Linked DNA regions of Sus scrofa: all the other regions are linked to region 3. Evidence: chromatin contacts called from public HiChIP or PLAC-seq data. All regions are on one chromosome and are shown on one strand. Each heading gives the region's core, a stretch centred on a gene start, on an enhancer-like site or on the middle of the called end of the contact. The rest is flanking DNA. Distances are from core to core; before and after follow the strand shown. Region 1 holds the start of MAPK1IP1L (MAPK-interacting and spindle-stabilizing protein-like). Region 2 holds the start of SOCS4 (suppressor of cytokine signaling 4). Region 3 holds the start of GMFB (glia maturation factor, beta).

What was found. HiChIP or PLAC-seq counts read pairs in DNA pulled down with a chosen protein or histone mark.
Region 1: an H3K27ac HiChIP or PLAC-seq map of alveolar macrophages shows a contact between it and region 3. The contact joins the promoter of MAPK1IP1L here to the promoter of GMFB in region 3. A contact is called at or near these places in 2 of 2 datasets of contacts at active chromatin or transcription factors (alveolar macrophages and skeletal muscle).
Region 2: a contact with region 3 is called in an H3K27ac HiChIP or PLAC-seq map of alveolar macrophages. The contact joins the promoter of SOCS4 here to the promoter of GMFB in region 3. A contact is called at or near these places in 1 of 5 promoter capture datasets (fetal liver) and 1 of 2 datasets of contacts at active chromatin or transcription factors (alveolar macrophages).

The regions. Positions count from the first base shown.
Region 1 is chr1:184,399,994-184,403,901 of Sscrofa11.1, reverse strand. It overlaps MAPK1IP1L (MAPK-interacting and spindle-stabilizing protein-like), which reads right to left and starts at 2,558. Exons shown (of 4, transcript XM_021102280.1): 1 at 2,299-2,558. It overlaps LOC110262207 (a long non-coding RNA gene), which reads left to right. Exons shown (of 3, transcript XR_002346959.1): 2 at 300-425.
Region 2 is chr1:184,377,328-184,380,939 of Sscrofa11.1, reverse strand. It overlaps SOCS4 (suppressor of cytokine signaling 4), which reads right to left and starts at 1,923. Exons shown (of 2, transcript NM_001162889.1): 1 at 1,622-1,923. It overlaps WDHD1 (WD repeat and HMG-box DNA-binding protein 1), which reads left to right and starts at 1,966. Exons shown (of 26, transcript XM_021102265.1): 1 at 1,966-2,073; 2 at 2,282-2,374. The coding sequence starts at 2,298.
Region 3 is chr1:183,861,357-183,865,189 of Sscrofa11.1, reverse strand. It overlaps GMFB (glia maturation factor, beta), which reads left to right and starts at 1,856. Exons shown (of 7, transcript NM_001244461.1): 1 at 1,856-1,935. The coding sequence starts at 1,933. CGRRF1 (cell growth regulator with RING finger domain protein 1) reads right to left here and starts at 1,731. Exons shown (of 11, transcript XR_002346942.1): 1 at 1,561-1,731.

The DNA of each region.
Region 1 (3,908 bases), core at 1,309-3,808, 540 kb before region 3:
AGTTCATGGCAATGCCAGATTCTTAACCTGCTGAGCGAGGCCAGGGATTGAACCCACAATCTCATGGTTCCTAGTCAGATTTGTTTCTGTTGCTCTACAACAGGAACTTTCGTGGAAATGTATTTTTTGAATTAGCATATCTGAAAGTTGTGTTAGCTTTTATCAGATAAGCTCTGTATTTAGGCAACTCCAGAAATTAGGGATTTGCAACATTTCAGACACTTTAAGTTACTTAAAAACATATAATTAAAAAATAATATTTCCAGCAACCTCACATCAGCCATATTTTCTACATTCAGATACTTATTGGAACATATGTGCCAGGTACTGTGTTGGGCCTTGGGGAAATGAACATGGAATAAAGGCTTGAAGTGCTGCTGGTCTGTCAGAGATCTAGCATCTAAACAGAAGCTACCTGACCGCAGGTAAGCACAGGGCACTATGGGGGTACCCTGAAGAGCTCCCAAAGGAGTCAAGGCAAGGGTATCAGGGGAGGAATCCTGAGGAGTGGTGCCTGTGCAGTCTGGAAGAACAATGAGGAAAGAGCTGGGAGTAGGGGATGGTGGGACAGGCTCTAGGGAGAGGAGAAGTCTGCAAAAGCTGCAAGAGATGAAAGAGAGATGTGGGAAGGACATGTAAGCAGTTCAGAATGGTGGGAATATAGAGAGGGGAAGACGTAAGCCTTAGCAGTATCCAGACCAAGGTGCGAATGTCTGTCAGCTCATCTGAATGAACCTGTTACTTCAACTAAAAGAATGGGCTGGTAATGTGACAGACTAAATGGGACTGGTAAATCCAGTGCCTATAACAAAAGTGCTTGGAAAATATACTATCTTGCGTTCCGTGGTACATGGGCGAATTCCATATGGTTAAAACACCAGAAGTATGACTGACTAGATAACATTGCAGTTCTCCCCTGGCAGGTTCTGGACAAGCTGAACTTTGCAAACCTAAGAGGTGAAAGCAGACTGGAATAGCGCCCACTCTCACTCAGATTTATTGAGACCTGCATAATAAACACACCTCTTGGTCACTGTCTGGCACACAGCAAAACTCAGCTTTTACAACTGCTACCATAGGTCCACAAACCTTATCTGTAGTTCTCAATTCAGAAACCTCTAAAAATGAAAGAAATGCTCCCAAGTTCGGTGTACACCTTACTTGGTGGCAAAAATCTGACCTGACGTTATTTCTCATTTTCATTAATTCCTACCTATATCTGCACAAATGTTAATAATGGATTAGGGTGCTGCCCAGACTCTGCTGGAGTGATCTCTCATCTATGCACCTTATTGTCTTTCTAAATTCTAAAGATAAAAATCCAAAGATTTCTGAATTCCAAAACATACTGATCCCAAAGATTTCGATTAGGCGATTGGCTCTGTTCCTCCTGGAAAGAGGAGAAGAACACGCCGGTATATACAAGTTGGAGACAACCTAGTTATGACCAGGAGGTTCAGAAATGCCAGCAGCAAGGAAAATTTCTATTCTTCCTGCCCCATGAACACTCCTGAACAAAAGAACTTTTGTAAGATTTCTTAAGGCTACCTTCGCATGTAATGAGAGTTAGTTTTCAAAACAGGCGCTCAGAACCACTAGGTGTCTGAGTGTGTATTTCTTTACTAGCAATGCTAGAAACTTTTTTCCGGTCAGGTGGGTACGGTTTGATTCTTCAACAGTAGAATCTATATTTATTAAAAGTATTACTCTTGGTTTTTAAAAGAAAACGGTCCAAAGCTACCAAGCGCTCCTAAATCCTAAAAATGGGGAGTATTACAAAACTGAGGACTTCTCATAGTTTCTGTCACGGGTGTTCCTCTAATTGCTTTCAATTGCTCTAGAAATACCGACCAGAATGTTACACTGCGAATAATCTCAATTAGCTCCAAGGACGCCTCCAAGAATCGGGCCTGCCTCTCCCTTTCAGTAGAAGTAATGAATGAGGGAGGCGGGCTGGGCCAAGGGGCTCGAGGCCCGCAGCCCTTTAGGGCCAGACGAACAAAAGGAGTCCGGGATCAACCGGAGCTAACCGGCTAGCGAGCGGGTCGTGCCCGCCCGGGAAGGGATGGGGGAGGGGTCGTGCCCGCCCGGGAAGGGGTGGGGGAGGGGCCAGGCCCGCTCCCCGCCCCGCCCCCCAGCCAAGCCTGACGTCAAGCACGGAGAAACCCGTCCCGAGCGACGTCACCCGCCTCCCACACCTCCTCCCGGGGGGCGATCCGGAGATCAGCCCGCTGCCGGGAGCAGGATGACGGGGGGAAAGCCTTAGCCCTCCATCCCCCAAGAAGCTACTCCAGTCACCTCCGTTACCGCTCCCGCCTCCCGCTTGGGCGTGATCCCTCGCTCTCCTCCACGATTCCGCTAGTGCCCAAGCAGTCTCACCCGACAAGATCCGAGCCCGCGGAAAGGTCTAGAAGTGGCGATGGGTCCGCAGGAACTTGGCGCTGAAGAACCGAGCGCAACCCTACTGACGGCAGCGGCGACGGCGGCGGGGGCGGCAGCACCAGCAGCACCAGCAGCGCGCGGCTCCTCCTGGCGCCGGAACAGGAAGCGTCGAGCTCCGAGCGCGTAGCCCCCGCCCGCGCTCCGCCTTCCCTCGGGTCGGCTCGGCTGGGTCGGGCCGGCCGCGCGCGCCCCCTAGAGGGGCCCGGTAGCACTGCGGCCGTCCAGGCCCCCGCGGCCCCCTGCCCCTTGTGCTTGCCCTAGGGCGGCTCTTTCCTCCAGTTGGGCTAGAGGAAAGCTCTGGGTTTTCCGGAGTTTTGGGCAATCTGGAGGAAACGCTAGGGGCCGGTGACGTTCTGAGCAGTCTGGCTGAAATTGCTAACTTGTCTCCTGGAGAGGCTTGAAGGCAGGTTCTGGATTCCCTACAGCTGGTGGTCTCTAGAGCCACAGCTGGCTAGGTGTGAAAGCAGCCTAATCTCTGGACATGGATCATTTGACCAAAACTGGGGAGAGCTAAAGCAACCATACGGGAAGGGGAAGACAAAAAAAATTTTGTTTATAAATAGCTTGACAAATTGATACTAACTACAGAAACAACGGATGTCTTTGTAGATTTTTCTCATTTAGTATTGTCCTTACTTTTTTTTTTTTGCCACGCCTGGCATGTGGAAGTTCCTGGGCCAGGGGTAGAACCTGCTGAGCCAGAGCAGCGACCTAAGCAGCAGCATTGACAATGCCGGTTCCTTAACCCGCTGCTACGCGGAGAGTCTCACTCCACTTGTCCACTTTCGAATATACCTTTAAATACCTACTCTGTCACACCCAAAAGATGATTGACACGTGGCCCCACCATCAAGGAACCTGCTAGCTAGCTGGTAATGAAGATTACCAGCTATATATAGCTATGTGGTATATATATATATAGCTATGTGGTAATAATTTTGCATAACTATGGGCAAAACACATATAAAACGTACATGTATTTTACATGTAAAAATTACAAGTATGCGATATTTTTACAACTTTTTGCTTCTTTGCGTAAGATGTTGAAGGGACATTTTACTGTAAATTTCTTTTCTTTTCTTTTTTTTTTTTTTTTTTTTTGTCTTTTTGCCTTTTCTAGGGCGGCTCCCGCGGCATGTGGAGGTTCCCAGGCTAGGGGTCGAATCGGAGCTGTAGCCGCCGGCCTACACCACAGCTACAGCAATGCGGGGGCCTATACCACAGCCATAGCAATGCGGGATCCGAGCCGCGTCCGCAACCTACACCACAGCTCATGGCAACGCCGGATCATTAACCCACTTGGCAAGGCGGGCAAGGCCAGGGACCAAACCAGCAACCTCATGGTTCCTAGTCTGATTCGTTAACCACTGCACCTGGAAGGGAACTCCTACTGTAAATTTCTTTTTTTTTCTTTTTGTCTTTTTGCCATTTCTTGGGCTTTTCTTTTTGCCATTTCTTGGGCCGCT
Region 2 (3,612 bases), core at 674-3,173, 520 kb before region 3:
AGATATGTTATATACATTTCATTACCACACTACTGTCTTGTACATATTGTTTGAATGTCTGTTTCCCTCAACAAGATGATGAATTCACTGAAGACATTAAAATCTGTCTTTTAAAAATTTTTACTGGATAATGATTCCAACAACTCCATTTTAAATGAAACCGTTAAATGCCCACCCAAAATACCTCATTAATAACACATGACAATTACTTTTATTCATGCATGAGTATCTACTATATACTTTATCAATTCTATAAAGGTAACCTACATTTTAGAGAAGAAACTGACATTCCAAAAAAGTAAAGAAGCATATATTCAAGGTCATTTCTAAAGCTCAAGATCATTGAACGTGTGTGTTAATTTCCATACCTGTGAAATTTGTTAAACCTATGAATAAAACAGCTCGGTTGCTAAGGCAGAGTGAAAGCAATGTGGACACCATTCATAATTTTAAAGTCACATGGTGTTACAGATTTTATAGTTAGGGCATTTTATAGCTATAACTTTAGTTCCAAATATGCAGATTCTGCTTATGCTTAGCTCTGAAAAGCACTACACTGACATTTCATGAAGATTTACTGGACATACTATCAGAGTTCGCCTTGAACCCCTAGTCTATCTGATGATATTGACTCGGATTAAAAAAAATTAGATCTAAAATCAGTCTATCTAGACAACGAATGATCTCCAAATAAAATTAACTCACTCGGAAAAAATAATCTCAGAATATCTTTTGCTCTTGTGGGAAATCAACAATAGGTTGGTTATTTTTCCACAAACCCCAAGTTCTTTTTCAGCCAATCACTCTTCATCTTCATTCATATGTCAAACCTCAGTGTCTGGCAAGCCTACTTGGAGCCCTAGTACTCAAAACAACACCTTTCACAATGCCGCCTCATTAAGAACAATACCACGGTTTGTCTAAATGTGCGTTTGCAACTTTTCCCAAAGGAACTAGACTGAAAAACAATGGGAAAAATCTCTACAATAGAAAAACGTTCCACTTACGTCATAAACAACGTCCGATTGAGACCAGAAGGTGGGTACCACACAAAAATGTCATTGTGAAGGTTTTCATCAAAGACTGGTTTCCCAACATGGAGAACGTGAAGACACAAGGACAGCATAAACTGAATGGCCAAGAGCTTAGCAAAGACCGCAAGGATCGAACCAAGTATTCAACAAAATACTCTAGTTCCAGTGCTGCTGCTGCTGCTTTTTTTTTTAATCTGAAAATGAACTTCAGTGAACTTTAGGAAGGGTCTGAATACGGAAACCTGAGTTTCTTTTTAAGGGATGCATATGAAATGTCCTAAAGAATAAGCATTAATGTACATGCCAGACCTCCAGGAACCATGAACTGAGATTAACTCTTCTCTCTTTTATCTATATAGAAATGACAAGGTGAAGGAGCGAAGAATGCCAAGATTGAAGGCTAGAGAAGGATCTCGCCTACCTCTTCTCCAAAGAACATGCCCAAAGATCTCGTTCCCTAGCCGGGTCGCAAGGAGGGGCTGGACCCATTAAGGGACCGGGATATGGTTGCCTGTGAGAAGCGCTTAGCAAGTAGAAGCAGACCCCGACGGGCACTGCCAGGCAGCAATCACCCTTCCCCCTCTCACCTCTCGGAGTGCAGTTTAACTAGGGCTGTCCGAGTAACTGCCGCCATCAGCACCGCCATCACTCTGGGTGCTCGCTGAGGGGGAGGAGTGAGGCCCACCCACTCCAGCACCTCCTGTAGGTCCTAGAAGGCGGATGCCGGTCTGCAAGCCTCTATCCCTCGGCGCTGGGTTCTCATCTTCGATATCGCCGTCACTGCCTCCACCCGCTCTCCCAGCGATGCCACCACTTCCGTATTCGGCTCCCTCCCTTTCTTCCTCACTCCCCCAGCAACCGGCTTTTTCCCAGGCGGCCGGCGCGCCGCTGACGCCACCGCTCGGCGACCTGGGTCCAGACCCGCGCTGGGCGTGGGCGGACTGGCGCAGGCGCCGTATGCGATCACGCCAAGCGCGGGAAGCGGCCCTGAGCGCGCTGGCTTCTGGCTTTTCACAGTCGCAGGGGTCCGGTCTGCTGGGTGAGTTTTCCTCCCTGCAGTCAGCGTCCGTGCGGCCCATGGAGGAGAAGCGTGTCTTTTTCTTGGCTTAGTGTCTTACAAGCCTCTCCTGTATCCTGTTTCTGCCCCTCGGGTGGGGGAAAAGGGGCTGCCGAGGTGTGTCCGGGAGGAGACTAACCTCTCTTCTTGCCGCTTTAAAATAACACTAGCTTTTATAAAACATTTTCAGGTAGGTAAAGGAAAAGATGCCTGCCACACAGAAGCCTATGAGATATGGACACACAGAGGGACACACAGATGTCTGTTTTGATGATTCTGGGAGGTAAGGCACTTTGAGAAGCAAAAGGAACGTTTCAGGTGTGATTTATTAGAACAGTTATTCTTATATGTCCTGTTAGCTGTCTGCCTAAAATTATTCGGATAGAAATAAGGTTGAAATCTAAAATGGCACATATATTTCCTCATATTTACTGTTTCATTCAGACCGTGGTAATTCAGTGTATCAAGAAAGTTAAGGAGCGTGAAATCTTACTTCCAGAGGAGTTGGAAGGGTGTGAGCTTTTCCCCACATTAACCCTTTGTTCACGTCCCCTGAGCATCTCACACTATTATTATTAATAATAGTTCTTTTGCTAGATCAGTAGCTGCTTGTTTGTCAAATTTAGTGGCCCTTTCTGTCTTCGGGATATTTTATCCTTCCTTGCCTTTTATGATGCCCTTTCCCGTTCTAAATTGTATTTAACTTTCAAACAGCTTTTTTTTTCCTCTTATTTCTTCAGCTTGGTTCCTAAGTGGTGATATTGTCGCAGGGTTATTCTAGTCCCTGTAGAGGGAAATAATCAATAAATGGCCTATACTAGGAATAGAAAAGAGTTTTATTTGAGCCAAGCTGAGGGCTGTAGCCCAGGAGACACAGATTAAAGCACTTAAATTGTGTTCTATCAGACTGCACAATGAGGGAGGCTTATAACAGCGAATACTGCAAAGTTACGTAAGTTGTTTGTGAAGAGTTATAACTGCAGCTGGTGAGAATTAAGGGTGCTTGTTAAGTAAGGGTTACTTGTTCAGTATGGTTGCATAGTTATAAGGGGAGACCTTGATACCATAGAATTGCAGCTGGCAACTGCTAGCATATTGTTTTGAGAACGGTTGGTGGTATCCTAGGGTACAATATAGTTCAGAAAATTCAGGTTCTCAGTAATGCAGGAATGTGTCTAAAACCACAGTGGCCACCTAGCTCCGTTTTGAATACTTGAACTGCAGTTACTCCATTTTGATATTTTAATGAATTCTTCTCCTTAGTGGTTAAAGCCAATGAACAGCCTATGTTTGACAGTCCATAAGACAGGCTGTTCTAGTTAGGATAAAGTTTTAAGTTAAATCATGTATAAGCCAGATGATTTCCCCATACCTCACTGTGAGAATTTCTTCCATCATCCATTTTATTTTTCTAAATCCCGTTCCTATGCAGTACTGTCTAATTGTGTGACTTCTGCTATTCCTCCTATGTTGATTCATTCACTAAAAAAAAATTTGCATGTCTACTCCAGTGGGGGCTAG
Region 3 (3,833 bases), core at 607-3,106:
TAGGGTTACCCAAGCAGAAAAGTGCTGGAAAATATTCTGGAACTTTTTCCCCCTCAGAATAACCCAAGCCAGAACAGCATTCCCAAACATTTAAAATAGGTATAATTTTTTTTTTCTGGTGGCAAGAATATTCTACAGTCTGAGTTCAAGTAATATTTCTGTTCATAGTCTATATTCATTTTCCCACATAGTAAAATAAATCACATTTTCATCATTGTCCTTTTCTTGTCACTACATCCAGCCTCTGTCCAGCCTCTCTTGGGTCTACATGAGACTTTGCCCATTTCATAGCCAATAACATTGGGAAAACATTAAAAGAACAACATGAAAGGGGAAAACAATGGATTTACTATTTATCAGGTGAAATGTCATGTAGCTAAACATTAATTTTTTCACCTTTTCCTCTAATTCCTCTCATAGATGGAGAGAGGAGACGGGAAAAGATGGGGGTGGGGAAGAATCTATGCTAAACTCTAATATAATTGTTCATGGACTAATAACAATCATTTTCTCTCCCATCATTTCTTACATGGTACTAGGTGTCAAATTTACCAGTTCTCTTATCATAGTAAAAAGTATTATGGGGGCAGGTCACTAAGAGAATGTAGCTGAGCTGTGGAATTTCTTACTAGTTAAACTTTCTAGTTTTCTAATTTATGAGAAAACGTAGGTATTGGATCAAATTAAGTTATATATATATATATATTTTTTTTTTTTTTGTCTTTTTGCTATTTCTTTGGGCCGCTCCCGCGGCATATGGAGGTTCCCAGGCTAGGGGTCCAATCGGAGCTGTAGCCACCGGCCTACGCCAGAGCCACAGCAACGCGGGATCCGAGCCGCGTCTGCAACCTACACCACAGCTCAGGGCAACGCCGGATCATTAACCCACTGAGCAAGGGCAGGGATCGAACCCTCAACCTCATGGTTCCTAGTCGGATTCGTTAACCACTGTGCCACGACGGGAACTCCTAAGTTATATATTTTAACTCTGACTTAATGGTATTTATTAATATGCTAACAATTCATTAAATTTAACATTAAATATAAACTTTAAATATTCTAATAATCCAGTCTAATACTAATGAAGAAGGATGGCAGTGGGCGCATGTTCTGGAATTTTCTTTTTTCTCTGCTTCTTTCGTCATTCAGTAAATAAGAAGCAAGCATCAACTATGGACCATGCACCAGCTGAGGATAAGCTGTAAACTCCGTGAGCTCCTGCCCCAGTTAGCTTCTTTCATTGAAGACACGTGTACGAATTCTGAGTTCAAACCTTACTTCTTCCAAACCACCGGGTTCAAAAGTAAACTTGCCCCTACAGAAACTTCTTAATGCGCGATTAGGCAATGGCTCATGAGAACACTCATCTAGACATGAATCATCACGCAATCAGACTTGAATAAATAAACACCATCAAGAAAGAAATGTATTTACCAAGTCCCGCAAGGTGGTCAGAGTAGGGGCAAGGGTTCCGGAGAGGGTGAGAGGAAAGGCAGGTGTACCTAGGTTTGAGGGAGGTGGAATTTGAAAGGTAGGTTGGGGTCAAACACACACATTTACCATTGAAATCGTTGACTCAATCATGTCACCATGAAATTTCTCTCAGAGATTGAGGAGGGTTGAAAGGAAGCAAAAACTGGCTCGAATTTTGAGGATACATTTTGGCACTGGAAGTCCTCCACTCCGAATCCGATAGCGTCCACTGGAGGGTTCAAGAAACAGCGCGGGAGAAATGGAAGGGGCGGGGGCACTCGCGTTCCTGCGAAGTTTGAGCCGCGCCGGCCACCGTTGGCGGTCACGTGCTGCCCTGCAGCTGCCGCGTAGCTGGTGGGGGCGGCTCTGCCAGGCGCCGTGCAGGAACGGAGGCGGCAGCCGTGCCATTCTTAAAGGGGCCCAAGGGGAGGCGAAAGGCTGCTGACGGCCGGAAGGAAAATGGTGAGTTGCTGCCGGGGAGGGCGGGGGCCGGAGGGCTGGGCCAGCCCGCCGGGCTTTCCTGTTTGCCGAAGCCGGTATCGGCGGGCAGCGCCCCGGGTGGGTCGGCGGCCGCTTCCGGCCTGGCTGCTGGTAGTTTCTCTCTTGCTGCGAGTTGGCCCCCGCCCGCCGCCGCTGCCGCCTTTGCCAAGGGCAGCATCCTCCTGCCGGGCCCGGAGTCGACTCGCCCAGCAGGCTCGGGGACTGGGGTGCGGCCAGTAGGGGTGGGTCATGCTCACCGCGTCCTTCTGGATGGGGAGGTGGGGGCGGCTTCTAGCTTTTGCGCTGAAGGGTCAGAGGGGCCGGGGGTCTGGTCCTTCGGAGGAACTCCCCCAAACACCTGCTTCTCTGCAGGCCCGAGGGACCGGCAGGCGCCGAGTACCTTCCGCCTGGCCGCCTTTGCGGGGAAGGCTCGAATTTTGATTCCGTTCTTTCGGCATCGCGTTAAGCTTCCTGACGTGCTTCTAATGATTTTTCCTTATCCTTGCTTTCTTCGAGTTATGGCAGTTGGAAACCTTTCGACCCAGCGCTTTGACGCTTGATTTTAAAGTGACTGTCAAAAGCTTTCGTTTTTTGTGTCTGGGGGCTCTCGCTTCCTTTCTTGTGTGGTTTCGACCCCACGCGCAAAAATAAAGTGGATGATTTCACTGATTGCCCAAGCCGGGGTCTCCTGAATCTTTCTCATGGGATTTAAGAATATGCTTCTCATTTCTGTAATTAGAAATAAAACACAAAATTCCTGCTGTCCTTTTCTCTAACTCCCCATTCATTTTTCAACCCACCTTCATCGAATATATTTCATGGTCACTAAATCCAAGGGACTCTCTTCAATTCTCATCTTTCCTTATCTGTATTCTCAGTGTTGATCATGCTCTCCTCTTTGAAACATTCTCTTCCTTTGTGCTTCCCCCTTGGCTTCTAGAATACAAAACTCATTTTTCTTCTCTTGTTGGTCTGTCTGTGTCCCATGCAGCTCTCCTTCCCTGTACATCACAAGGAGTCCTGAGCTCTATCCTAATGCTTCATTTTCCATTCTGTATTCTTTCTCTCCTTTCTACATTCATTAGTTTCAGTTACTACCTACCTATGTGTAGATGACTTGTGAATTTGTATTGCAAATGTTGCTTCTGAGATCAGCCCTACCTATCCTGCTCTTTAGTTAGCATCCCCTGGAAAGAAAGCTTTCCCCACTTGAGTGCCTTAGAGCCTGCTTAGTGTCCAAAATAGAACTCCTTTTTCCCCTCAAACTTGGTCTTCCTCAGTGTTCCTTAACTTAGTGAAAGGTAGCACCATTTAAGTCTACTACACAAGCAAGAAGCCTAGGAGTCACATTTGTACTAATCCACGCCACCCAGTCTGTCCCAGCTCCTTTGTAGTGGTTAAGAGAGGGGGCTAAAGTCAGGCTGTCTGGGTTGAATCCTGGCTTCCATGGTTGTATAATTTTGGGAAAGATAGTTAACCTCTCTAAGCCTTAGTTTCTTGCAAAATGAGGATAATATGATACCCATTTCTTGGGGTTGTTTTGAGGATGAAGGGAGATCCATGTAAAGGACGTACAGCAGTGTTTTTTCTCATAGTGTTTAATACATATTAACAATTTCATTAGCAGTATTCACCTACTTCTCTTTATCCTCATCAACCTACTTTTTGTCTCTCATCTGGACTAGTCTTACCAGTTAACTTGTTTTGTTCTATTCATCCTGGCTCTCTGTTTCCTGCATACAGATCTGGTCAATTCCCTTGTCACCACCTGCTTAAAACACTTAGTGGCTTCCCTTTGCTCATAGGATGGAGACTAGTATATTTAATATGACCCACTGGGCCCTGTGTGGTCCAGCCCCTGCTAACCTCCTCTTGTACAT